4 separate regions of the Mus musculus genome follow, and regions 1, 3 and 4 are each linked to region 2. A link is a contact called in public HiChIP or PLAC-seq and promoter capture Hi-C data. All regions are on one chromosome and are shown on one strand. Each heading gives the region's core, a stretch centred on a gene start, on an enhancer-like site or on the middle of the called end of the contact. The rest is flanking DNA. Distances are from core to core; before and after follow the strand shown.

Region 1 (2,700 bases), core at 135-2,634, 350 kb before region 2:
GTCCCACTCTGACCTCCAGTCCCACAACTCGAGCATCCCTTTCTAAGTGTAGTGTGTCTCCAGATCAGCAATGGGTCAACACCTCAGAAGCGTGTGTGTAGAGTCTCCGTTGTATTCCAAGCCCTGCGCCGGACACTGCCCTGCAGCAGTAAGCAGGATGGATGTGTCCAGCCTTTGGTAACTCTCCCATCCTTTCCAGTGTCACCACCCCTGTCTCCATTTATCCTCATTCCAGATTGCCTATGTTCCCATTTTCCAGCTCTGTAACACTGAGCAATGTGTTTAGTGCTCTGGACCTCATCTATAAAATAGGGTAAGGATCCCTCCCTCCTAGAAATGAATTAATATGAGAGCCCAGTGCAGATCCAGATTGATCCCGTTATCCTCTCCCCCCCCACCCCCACCCCCGGCTTGCCTCTGGTACTATCTTCCCCTAGCATGTCTTTCCTCTCTTCTGCAGAGACCTAGAAACCCAGCCTCTGAGAAGTTTTCAGAAGGAAGACAGGCAGGTTGTGGGGCAGGCCAGGGTTCTGCCAGACCTACCAGTCCTTGAGGCACTTTTCTGTTGCTGAGTGTTCTGCACCTCTTGGAAAGTGGATGAAGGCAGGAGTTTGGGCGATAAGACCCCTGCCTGTGACTACAATGCCAGTAGCATTGAATCTGAAGGACTCAGGTCTATTGACTGAAAGTCCCCGCTCCACCTGGTAGAACTGGTCCCTATAAACTATCAGCCACCTTACGACCACTGGCAGATTCAGGGGCCTCTGAGGATTAGCACCCAGATGCAGAGCCCTCTGACTTGGAGACAGGGGAATATATCTCTCAGAGCCAGATGAGACCCACAAAGCCTCAGGATGGGGGTACTGGCAGAGCCCCGTGGAGGCCCCACGGAAAGACTCAGCCCAGGAAACTCTGAGCAATGCCGGCAGACCACAGGGCTCTGAGCTTCCTGCTCTCCCCATTTAGGACACCCTGTCAACGTCAGAAGGCTTGTGAAACCTGCTGGTGGGCAGTGGAAACTCACGAGCCCCTAGGGTTCGTGGGCTGTGGTTGCCCCGCCCCTTTGCTGCCCTGGTGTCCACACTGCTATGGGATATGAGAAGGGTACCTGATGGAGGCCTGGAGAACTCCTCCTTGGAAGCCTGGGTCCTGGGCTCTGCATGTGTGTACTCTGGATGCTGCAAAAGTGCAGACTCTGTTGCTGAAGGCCTTTGGGGTAGGGAGATGTGGCTGGCGGTTCCTTTTCCAGCTTTGCTGGTTCTGTGCCTGACTTTGGGAAAGGTGCTTTCTTTGTTTCGGTTTTGTCACCTTTAAAATGGTGACCAAAAAGCACCCACATCCTGAACATTAAAGAGTGACAGAGACTTTTGAAGTACCTGGTACACAGTATGCTCTAAACAGGACCAGTTGTCTTGGCAACCGTGAGAAGAAACAGGCATCTCAGAAGTGGATATTTTTGACTCGTAATTTAATTATAAACTATCCAATCGACTACAGACGGTTCCAAACTTACAGTGGCTGTCTAGCTTAGTGCTATGAAAGCAATGCACACAATACAACAGAAAACACACTTTGAATGTGGGTCTTTTCCCGTGACTATGGATATGTAATCTGGCCCTCTCTGGTGAGGCTGGGAAGTGACAGGCAGCCACAGCTCCTAGTGAACCATGTGATGGTGGCAAGCAACAATGAGACCCTACAGTGTACTGAGTTGCTAAGCCATGGTTTTGGGGAGGCTGGGTATATGAACTGCATCTTCAATGACACTCTCAATGTACGATAAACTTACTGGAAACCAGACCCGTTGTAAGTCAAGAGGCATCCATGTACTTGGAAGAACGCACCGTCTTCTCAAAGCTGTTTCTCTCTTTGACTGTTCAACAATCCCTAGGTCTGTGTGGAGAGCCCAGCTTTGGTACCTCTGCTTAAGAACTGGAATGAAGACCTTACTGAGGGAGTCACACGTGGTCAGAAGAGGAAGTGGGCCCTGTACCAACCCGTGTATAACATAGCCATGGGGACCTTGCAGAGGCGGCCAAGGACAACGACAGAGGCTATTTTCTCAGCTACTCCCAGGGCTATTGCTCAAGACGGTCCAGGACCATCTGTGGCTATTCCTCCAGTGCTGCGCTTGCTGGGGCTCCTGCTTTATCCCTGCAGACCACATTAGAGCTTTGGTCCCTTTTTATCCCTCATGCTGAGGTGGGGCTCCATCTCCTTTCTACACCCTACAACACGATCATCCCTACAGCGATGCCATATCTTCCACTCCCAGATCTCTTGATGGTCAGCCTCAATGTCCGTCCACCTGCCCGTGGGCCAGCAAAGCAGCCCAGACTCAGAACAGAGAAGAGACGGGCTCCAGTGGGACATCCTGTTGTGATTTTCTCCCCAATACCTGGATATCAGGGAGAAGGCAAGGGGGAAGCCCAGCACTTGAGAGCTACTTTTTGTCTTTATGCTCTAGAAGCACTGAATGCTTCTAGAAGCATGAAGTGCATTTCTGGACTCCTGGACAAAGCAGTTGGGAATAGGATAATCAAGAAGAAGCCAGGATAGAAGCTGCTGTCTTAAATGGATGGCCCAAAAGATGGTGGTCAGGGAAGTGGCCTCAGAAGCTGCTAAAGTACAAGGAGGGATCCCTGGATGAAGCCCGGAGGTTGATGGACCATCCAGGTACTGGTGGGGCTTGGAGATGTG
Region 2 (2,700 bases), core at 17-2,516:
TGATGAAGCCCAAGCCTAGGACAGCACAGAGGATGGCCATGGTCTGCCCTGCCCAGTGGAGTCGAATCCGGGTTTTTCGAGAGCAGAAGAAGAACAGGGAGTGCTCAGGTGAGAAGAGTAGAATAGCTTCAGCCATGCAGAGACAGAACTGTAATCATAAGGAAAGGCCAGTGAGCCTCTAGTCTACATGGAGCGCAAGGAAAAGGAGGTCTTCTCACACATTCAGAAGGACACGGGGAAGCTAAGGACTTGCAGCCTCACACACATCCTTTCTGGACCACAGAACAGCAAACATTCTACTGAGAACTTTCTACTGAGTTCTGAGGACAAAGCCTTGATAAACATCCTTCTTGCGTCTTCCTTTTAGGCACTAGAGGAGAAATATCTTCTGTTCCCCCTTTCCCTGACCTTCTCAGCCACCTGACACTTTACTCCACTTTCCCCAATCCTATAGGTTTTAGGGAAAGATGAAGCCCTCTTTAAACCCATCTCTCTGACCCTTAGGCTGAAAAACTGAATGTCTCCCCAAGAGTTAATCTAAGAATATCCGAACTCACCGCCAAGGCCATGAACACAGGGTGCCAGGAGAAAAGACCTAAGTAAGAATCAAAGAGAATAGGCTGACGGCTGGGCTTCACTGATACTGTCCCGTGGTTTGTAAATGACAAAGACCGGGCCACAAGGTCAGCATATCATCTTAAACCTAAACAAGAATCAGGAGCTCACCACAAAGGGAGGAGTCAAGGGGCCCTTACACCCCCTTGGCCTGGGGATTGCACTTGCTGCAGCCCAGTCCCTAGAGTACCTTAGCCTGCCCAGGACCCTCTAACGCTTTTCCATGTAGGGCCTCCTAAGGAAGTATCAGTTCTGTCTTTTCAAGCCCCACCCTCCCTGGACTTCCGGGAACCCGCCTACTACGCTTTTACAACCACTCCCGGACCCGCCCCTCCTCAGCTGAGGGTCCAGGTTTCCAGTCTCCCAGTGCGCCCAAAGCGGCCCCTCCAGCGCCTAGGCTCCGCCCCTTCTTTGGCCCCGCCCCACCTCGCCTCGCACACTCACTGGTTCCGGGCCGGGACAGCACAGTCAGAAAGATGGTGAAGCCCAAAGCTATCAGGTGCGCCAAGATCCCACTGCCTCTCCGCAGCCAGCGGGTCAGTCTCGGCTCCCTCGCTGGAGCGGGAACCAGACCTACCTCCATGGAATGCATAGCAGTGCCAGGCCGGCCGGCACAATCCAGCTACCAGAGGCTTCTTCCGGGTTTGCTATCGCGGAGGCGGCGGCGGCTACAGGAGAGGCTCCTCCCCGGGGAAGCTGCGGGGCCGTGTGGCGGAGGTGCCCACAGCGCCCTCTGTAGAGTGGGGGGGAAGCGCCTCGGCCCCAAAGGGCGGCTCCCGGAAACCTCCACTGACCTAATCGAGCTCCCAACCCACCTTCATTCTATCTTTGTGTCTATAAGGGTATCTCAAGAGGTCTGCGAAAATTACATCGGTAGCAACTGATACCAGCGAAATCCCAAATCACACACTTGATTCGCTGACCCAAGAGCATGAAACCAGTGTTCTGAGCAGCTTTCTAGAAGTACTGGATTCCCTGGACTGCTTACTTCTCAGACATTTCTGGCTTGTTCAAGAGACAAGATTTCTCCCTGTATTAACATAAATGAAAAGCCAAAACCTAGTGATCTAATCTGATGACTTCAGGTATGAAAACCAAAAGAAGCAATCTCATCATCCCTGCTTACAGGCGTAGTTGCTCCCCATCCCCTCCCTCCCACGCTGCCCCCTCAAAATATTCCAGATCCATGGGGCACTTTCAGCCTTTGCTGCCGCCACAGTAGAACCAGAGCTTTCCACAACCCCAAGTTCTGCTACACTATTACCTCCAAAAAGGTATGACCCAACCTAAAGAGTTCTATATGGGAGAAGCTTTACTCCGTTCAGGGCAAACTCACAGAAGAGACCAGAATGAGCTGTCCAGTGGGTAGGGAAATGGCTCTGTGGTTAAGAGTGCATATTCCTCTTGCTCAGGGGGCTCACAGCTGACTGTAACTAGCTACAGGGGGATCCCACACGTCTCGCCTCCGCAGGCATCACATGCGCATACCCACACACAGACACCATAATTAAAAAAAAAAAAAAAAAAAAAGCTGTCCAGCACTTCTAGAGCAGTGATCGCCAAGCTCAACCTCTGCATGGCTGAGGAACTAAGGCTGGTTTTAAGACATGGGAAGGGCAAGAACAGCCATTTGTAGAGGGATGGAAGCCCAGAGTAGCTAGAAAACCAGAAAGGGGCCATAAGCTAACTCCCACAAACCCTCAGGACAAAAACCCAAGGATGGCGTCAGGTGTGAGACCCCTTCCCTCTCAGTTCTTTCCCAGTGGAACCATAGTTGTCGCTCTTAAGCCTCTGGGGTGCCTGCTCACTCAGCGTCATATGCCTTATCATCCTCTCTGAGAAGATTCCCAGGGATGCCAGCTCCAGGTTTCTGTGTGCAGTGTGTGTGTGCTGGGGTGTACACTGCCTGTCATCCCAGCCTCTCGGGTTGGAGCTGCGGAGAGTAAGGACACTCACTCATTTGGCTACATCAGTTTCCATCCTTTTCTATGTTTCTGGTTTTTATATTTTCTTAGCAGCAACAGAACAGGGAGACAGTCTTGAGGTATTTTAAAGAGTTTTTTTTTTTTCTTAAAAAAAATAATA
Region 3 (2,757 bases), core at 254-2,753, 440 kb before region 2:
CTCCTTGTAGTCTTTCTTTTCTTCCCTCTTCTCTCTTTATGCTTGTTGCATGTGGGATAACTTCCTCCCTTCCCCTCCTCCTAACCCCACCTTCTGCCTCTCACTGAGCCCCTCTCTCTGCTGTTCTACTTTTCTCTCCTCCCAGACACCTGCAACGCGCTGCCCATCACAAGTTCGGTTCCTACCCTCCAGGTTTTCCCTCTCATTCTCTTCTGAAGCAAACCCACTTGCTGTGGATTGAAAGTACCATCCTTCACTCTGTAAGAGCCATGCTATCATCTGCTGCCATTACTGGAGACAGCTTCTGAGCAGCCCATTATCAGCTGCAGCTCTGAACTCTCCTTGCACTTTCTTTCCTCAGTCAGCCGCAGAGTCTAGAATAGCCCCATCTCATTTTCTTCAAGAAAAGATTCGGGTCCAGCTCCCCTCAAAGAGCCACCCAAGTCCCTAATAGTTCCTACACATCCATTGAACAAGTAGCAGCATGCCCATCTCTCTCTCTCTCTCTCTCTCTCTCTCTCTCTCTCTGCCAACAGGTTGCTCAGCACAGGTCCTGGTGTAAAGCTGAGTGAGCCTGAATTTTCCCTACCCTGAAGGCCCACTCCCAACTGGGGCCTAAAACATGTGCAACAACCAAAGAAAGATATCTACTGGGGATGATGCCACACTCGGATCTTGTGTCACTCGGAACCTGGAGACCTGGTTGACCATTCTGGCAGACATTGGGCCTGTGCCAATCCCTGCGATACCCCCCCCCCCCAGACCCCCATCTCTCTCTCCAGCCTGTGGGTAGCTCAGTGTTCTCCTCCGTGCAATGGGATGAGCAGCCTTCTCTTTACCTCGCAAAGCGCTGCAGCCCCAGGAGCAGCTATTGAAATACCGCGGGCCTCAGCCGTAGCTTAGAAGCAGTAAGGAAGCCAGAACCCAGGGCCGAGAAGCCTGGGCAGCTGGCGAGAAGGGGCTGTCCGCTCCAAGTGGCCCCGCAGAGCCGCCTGCTGCTTGCTGCAGAGCTCCTGCCCCAGCCCGGCCCGGGCCCCGCGCGCCACGGTTGCAGCTTACCGAAGAAGGGCAGCGCCCCGCGGCGCCCCGCGCGGTCATACGGGCAGCTGGGTCCCGGCACGGCGTGTTGGCCGCCCTGGTTCGCTCGCTCCCTTGCTCGCTAGTGGCTGAAGAGCCCGCGCCCCGGTCGAGGGCCACGCCGCTGTCCTGGGATGCAGAGAGCCGCAGCGACACCGAGAGCACCGAGGCAAACTTTCACTTTCCCCTGGCCGAGCTTCGCTGGCCAGCCCTCGGCACAGCCTTTTAAGCGGGCGGGCTGGCGGGGCATGTGGTTTATGGGAAATCACCCTGGCTCTCCGCCAGACACACACAGACATACACACACACAAACACACTCACAGGCACTGACACATACTACACCCCAGAGGCCCACTGAGCCGCCGACTCCCTTCCCCCAAGCGGGCCGCCTGGTCGTCCCCGCTAGCTCTCTTCCCCGTCGCTCTGTGGCTGTGCAGCCTCCTCAAAGTAACCCGGGCTCCACCGCCCTCCCCCGCCCTTCTCGAGCTCTGGACAAGACACTGCCTTTCCTTCTGTGCTCGCCACTCTTGTCAATCTCGTGTGATTGTTCTCGGTCTAATGCTGGCCCCTAGGGACTTTCCCTCAAGGCCCGAAAATCCTCAAATCTGAGCAGGAAACGGACAGAGTACATTGAACAGGACTTGAATGGGGATGGACCAACGCCTCTCTGCTGCAGCTCCATTCAAGTCCCTCATGGAACCCAGGGCAGCAGGTTTGCAGATTGGCTTGCTCCCTCCTATGCATTGTTCAAAGAATCTACTATACTACTATACTATCCTCTCCCCTGGCTGTAGGGAGAAGTGGGGAGCATCCAGCTACCTGGGTAGGAGAGGAAGGACTTGGTCCTGTGACAACTAGCTGGGTGTTTCTGCACTCTGCCAGGAGACACTTCAGGTGCTTAACCTGAAAGCACTGGCTGGCCCCCTGCTCCTGGGCTGCCAAACCCAGCTTATGTGGAAAGGTTGGTGTGCCTGGACTCTAGATTTCCCTCAACTCTGTTGGAAATGCATTTGTGCAATCACATTTTGTCTTTACATGAGAATGGATCTAGATTAACCTATCAAGAGGAGCCTATTAATTATATTGCCAACGTCAGGATCTTTTTCTTCCTTCCATTTATCCTGATTCAATGTGTTTCAATCCCGTCATGCCCAGATGAGTGGTCTGGTCTCAAAGGGGCACTTTTGTCACGTGTCCTCCATTTCCTTGCACTACCTAGCTCAGAGCAACAACGTCCCTCATAAACCTTTGCTCAGGCTGCTTCCTCGGACATGAAGTCTTCCTTTCCCCCATCCATCTTAAGGTGAATGTCTCACCTTTTAAGGTTATAATCACATCTTATCCTTGTCTTGCAAAGCCTTCTGGGATGCTTCAGGCTGATGGATAATTCCTTCTTTCTGTGTTCCCACTGGACGCAACCCATTCCTCCCAGTTAAGTTGGCATTCATTCATTCATTCATTCATTCTCTACATTATTTTAAACTGGTGGTTCTCAACTTGTGGGTGGCAACCTCTTTGGGGGGTCACAAGTCAGATATCCTGCATATCATATGCTTTACATTATGATTCATAACAGTAGCAAAATTACACTTGTGAAGTAGCAATGGAATAATTTTGTGGTTGGGGCGCCACCACAACATGAGGAACTGTATTGAAAGGTCTCAGCATTGAGAAGGTTTA
Region 4 (2,700 bases), core at 13-2,512, 340 kb after region 2:
TTAGCATCTCCCCTACAGTGCTAGACTTTTGACATGTTTTCAAATCTCTCACATTCTGCATAAATTTTATTCTGCCTTCCCCAATATACTTTTTGTAAATATTTCAATGTTGTCTCTACCATATGTTTTTAAGTCACTTACAGCACAAACCAAATATCGTTATTTCACTAATACCAAAACTATTTAACTTTGGTATTCCTATTGTCTTGTCATATGTCCCCCCAAAAACCAATTTTCAAAATCATTTTTGTTGTTGTGGTTGTTAGAAGACATTCACTACCTCTTTTGTGAATTATGTTGTTAACATTTTAGAGACACCTTGAAAAGGACTTGTGGCATATGCTAACATAAGTTCAAAGGAAAGAGTGGGGGGGGATATGTTGTAGAATTCAAAATCTAGAGAAGGTGGGACATGTGCTAAACACTAACCAAAGTGTGCAAGGGAACAGGCAAAGCGTTCCAGGAGGGCCTCAGCCAGCAGCTGCGAGCAACTGGATGTTAACACAGAGGGCACTTACTAGGTAGGATCCTACGGCTGGTCTCCCGAGCTTCCCACCCTCAGACCCAAGGGCTTCTGACCCCAGTCTACTACCAGTCCTTAACTTTACTTTTATCCCAGTTCCCTCCTTTCCTCTTTCTGTTTGGTCTCTCGATGTTTCCAATCACTCTCTAGGTAATTTCACCCATCTGGGAAGCAGCTACTGTCTTCTTTCTCTTTCTTTCTGAGAACTGTCACTCTTTCGGACCTTACTCCCTGAGCCAGAGCTGCTGAGAGCTCCTGAGGGTGATCTATTTTAGGAGTCCTCCGATGGGCTGGCCTCCCCCATGACGACACCAGCCTGCTTCCCTCGCTCCAGCTCCTACTCATCCCTAGAAAAAAATTGAACTCTATGGCCCCTGAAACTGTGACTGGATCTCCAAGGTCTCTATCTGGATCTAGGCTTTTTAGCTCTTTTTTTTTTTTTTTTTTTTTTTTCCCAAAGTGAGATCAGGTCAAGGGGGTGGAGTGGACAGTACCTCTTTGCAGGCGTGAAGCTCGGGTCCGGTTCCCAGGGTCACCTGGAAGGTGGTCCCAGCCCAAAGCAACAGCCACAGAAGCCGGGGTGTGCGCCTTTCAGTTTTTCCTCCGTCTCTGGCAGAAGGATGGGGGTTGTGACCAGGCTCTGCCATAGCGCTGTCCTGAGCCAGCGGCAGTAGCGGCTCAGGTGCTGCGGTGGCTGCTTATGCTGGCAGAGGAGGAAAAAAAAAAAAAAAAAAAAAAAGAGGAGGGAGGTACACAGGGGGAGGATGCAAGGGGCTGGACTCGCTTCAGTCACCTCCCTGCGGCTACGCCAAGGCAGCCCATCCTTCTTCCTCCCTCGGTCCTCTCCTCCTCCTATCCATGTCGCCTTGACAACCGCATCCTCTTCGCTCAGCGCGGGTGGGGCAGGGACCACGCGCGCCTGTGCGGCTCACCTGCCGGTCTCCATGGCAGCCGCCACCGCTGGCGCGCGGCGTGGGAGTGCACGAGCCAGGGTTTGCAACTAACCGAACAGGCTTACGTAAAGCACGCAGTAGAGAAACCCTCCAAAACATCTGCAGCAGCTCATTTCGCACCTATTACTCTTCCGGGCAGGGGGCTATTTCTAAGCATATCTTATTTTGTAAACATGGCATGTAAAACGATTAGGGGAAGACAGGCGTCTTCGTTATCTTCCAGGGATGGTCTCCTAGAGTGGCCCCAGCACTAACTGCAAAAACTAGTTCCATCCTTCCTCCCCACCAAATCCATCCACGTTTTTACAGCCGTCTCAGTGAGCAACCATGACGTCTGCATAGTTAAACAGCAAGGAGTGTGACCTAATCGACAGTTTTGCAAGTAGGACACGTGAGATCTTTGAGATATATATATATATATATATATATATATATATATATATATATATATATATATATATATATATATATTGACATTCTCTTACTCTCGTTGATTTGAAAATGGGGAAGCTCTCTTTTAGGTGAAAGCGAGAAGGAAACATTTGGGTCATCTTTTAGTGTTTCTTTCGTCAGCTTTCGCAGAAATCCCATGCCTTGGGAAGCCAGCGTTTTCCAACAGAGGCTCCAGAGTGCGTATCCAGGTCGCCTTCCCTCCATTCACAGCAGCCTCCTCTCAAGGAGCCTTCTTAGTTGAACCGCCAGGTGGCGCATCAGAATACATCTGTCATAACTGGAGGGATAGCTGCCTAGCAACTAAAAATTGGGCGTTCCAAACAATTGGGACCCGGGATCCTCTGCGAACCAGGTCGTGCTGAGGCTGCACTAGTCTCCAGGGAGTAAGCGTGCGTCTCTGGGCCTTTAAACATGCTTCAGCCTCAGGAAACTTTCTCGAACCCTGCCTTACGCGACGAAGACAAACATTTGGGAAATCTGTGGGCTTCTAAGGTACATTGAGGTTTCCTCAGCAAATTCCCAGTGGGGCCTGCAGGAAATTCTTGGTAACCTAACTCTGATGAGATCACCAAGTATCAAAGAAATCTGTTTTCTGCCTGTCTCCTAGGTCCGCTATTTGCGTCTGATAACGTTTTGGAAGTGGTTTTGAGCAGAGGGAAGGGAACTGAGCTCTAATGTAGAACAAGGTCTGTCAAAGCAGTGATGGGGAATATAAATGATGGGGAAATATAATAATAGTCAGGGTTCCACCAAGCTACCCTTTTGTCTTGG

What was found. Promoter capture Hi-C pulls out the DNA fragments that hold promoters and counts their contacts. HiChIP or PLAC-seq counts read pairs in DNA pulled down with a chosen protein or histone mark.
Region 1: an H3K4me3 HiChIP or PLAC-seq map of bone marrow-derived macrophages shows a contact between it and region 2, with 4 times the contacts expected there. The contact joins the enhancer-like site here to the promoter of Cyb561d1 in region 2. A contact is called at or near these places in 3 of 39 promoter capture datasets (the 3T3-L1 cell line, neutrophils and pre-B cells), 4 of 115 datasets of contacts at active chromatin or transcription factors (bone marrow-derived macrophages, effector CD8 T cells, memory CD8 T cells and 1 more) and 1 of 9 other capture datasets (adipose tissue).
Region 3: a contact with region 2 is called in a promoter capture Hi-C map of liver, with 2.2 times the contacts expected there. The contact joins the promoter of Csf1 here to the promoter of Cyb561d1 in region 2. A contact is called at or near these places in 3 of 39 promoter capture datasets (the 3T3-L1 cell line, embryonic stem cells and liver) and 1 of 115 datasets of contacts at active chromatin or transcription factors (pancreatic cancer cells).
Region 4: a promoter capture Hi-C map of neural stem cells shows a contact between it and region 2. The contact joins the promoter of Elapor1 here to the promoter of Cyb561d1 in region 2. A contact is called at or near these places in 2 of 39 promoter capture datasets (liver and neural stem cells), 1 of 115 datasets of contacts at active chromatin or transcription factors (pancreatic cancer cells) and 2 of 9 other capture datasets (adipose tissue and liver).

Annotation. Positions count from the first base shown.
Region 1 is chr3:107,852,022-107,854,721 of GRCm38.p6, forward strand. No RefSeq gene overlaps it. Among named protein-coding and RNA genes, the nearest start is that of Eps8l3, 24 kb to the right of the region's middle. Within about 2 kb of position 1,385, at least 68 of the 459 cell types and tissues checked have an H3K27ac peak or open chromatin away from gene starts, as enhancers often do. A contact at or near this core is called in bone marrow-derived macrophages, effector CD8 T cells, memory CD8 T cells and 1 more, where this site is marked.
Region 2 is chr3:108,199,568-108,202,267 of GRCm38.p6, forward strand. Cyb561d1 (cytochrome b-561 domain containing 1) reads right to left here and starts at 1,267. Exons shown (of 3, transcript NM_001081320.2): 1 at 1,060-1,267; 2 at 558-595; 3 at 1-148. The coding sequence starts at 1,207. Atxn7l2 (ataxin 7-like 2) reads right to left here. Exons shown (of 11, transcript NM_001289545.1): 11 at 2,661-2,700.
Region 3 is chr3:107,758,966-107,761,722 of GRCm38.p6, forward strand. It overlaps Csf1 (colony stimulating factor 1 (macrophage)), which reads right to left and starts at 1,504. Exons shown (of 9, transcript NM_007778.4): 1 at 1,060-1,504. The coding sequence starts at 1,098. All of the region lies in intron 1 of Gm40121 (a long non-coding RNA gene), which reads left to right.
Region 4 is chr3:108,535,279-108,537,978 of GRCm38.p6, forward strand. Elapor1 (endosome-lysosome associated apoptosis and autophagy regulator 1) reads right to left here and starts at 1,263. Exons shown (of 22, transcript NM_001346518.1): 1 at 1,018-1,263. The coding sequence starts at 1,170. It overlaps 1700013F07Rik (RIKEN cDNA 1700013F07 gene), which reads left to right and starts at 2,306. Exons shown (of 5, transcript NM_029314.1): 1 at 2,306-2,421. The coding sequence starts at 2,341.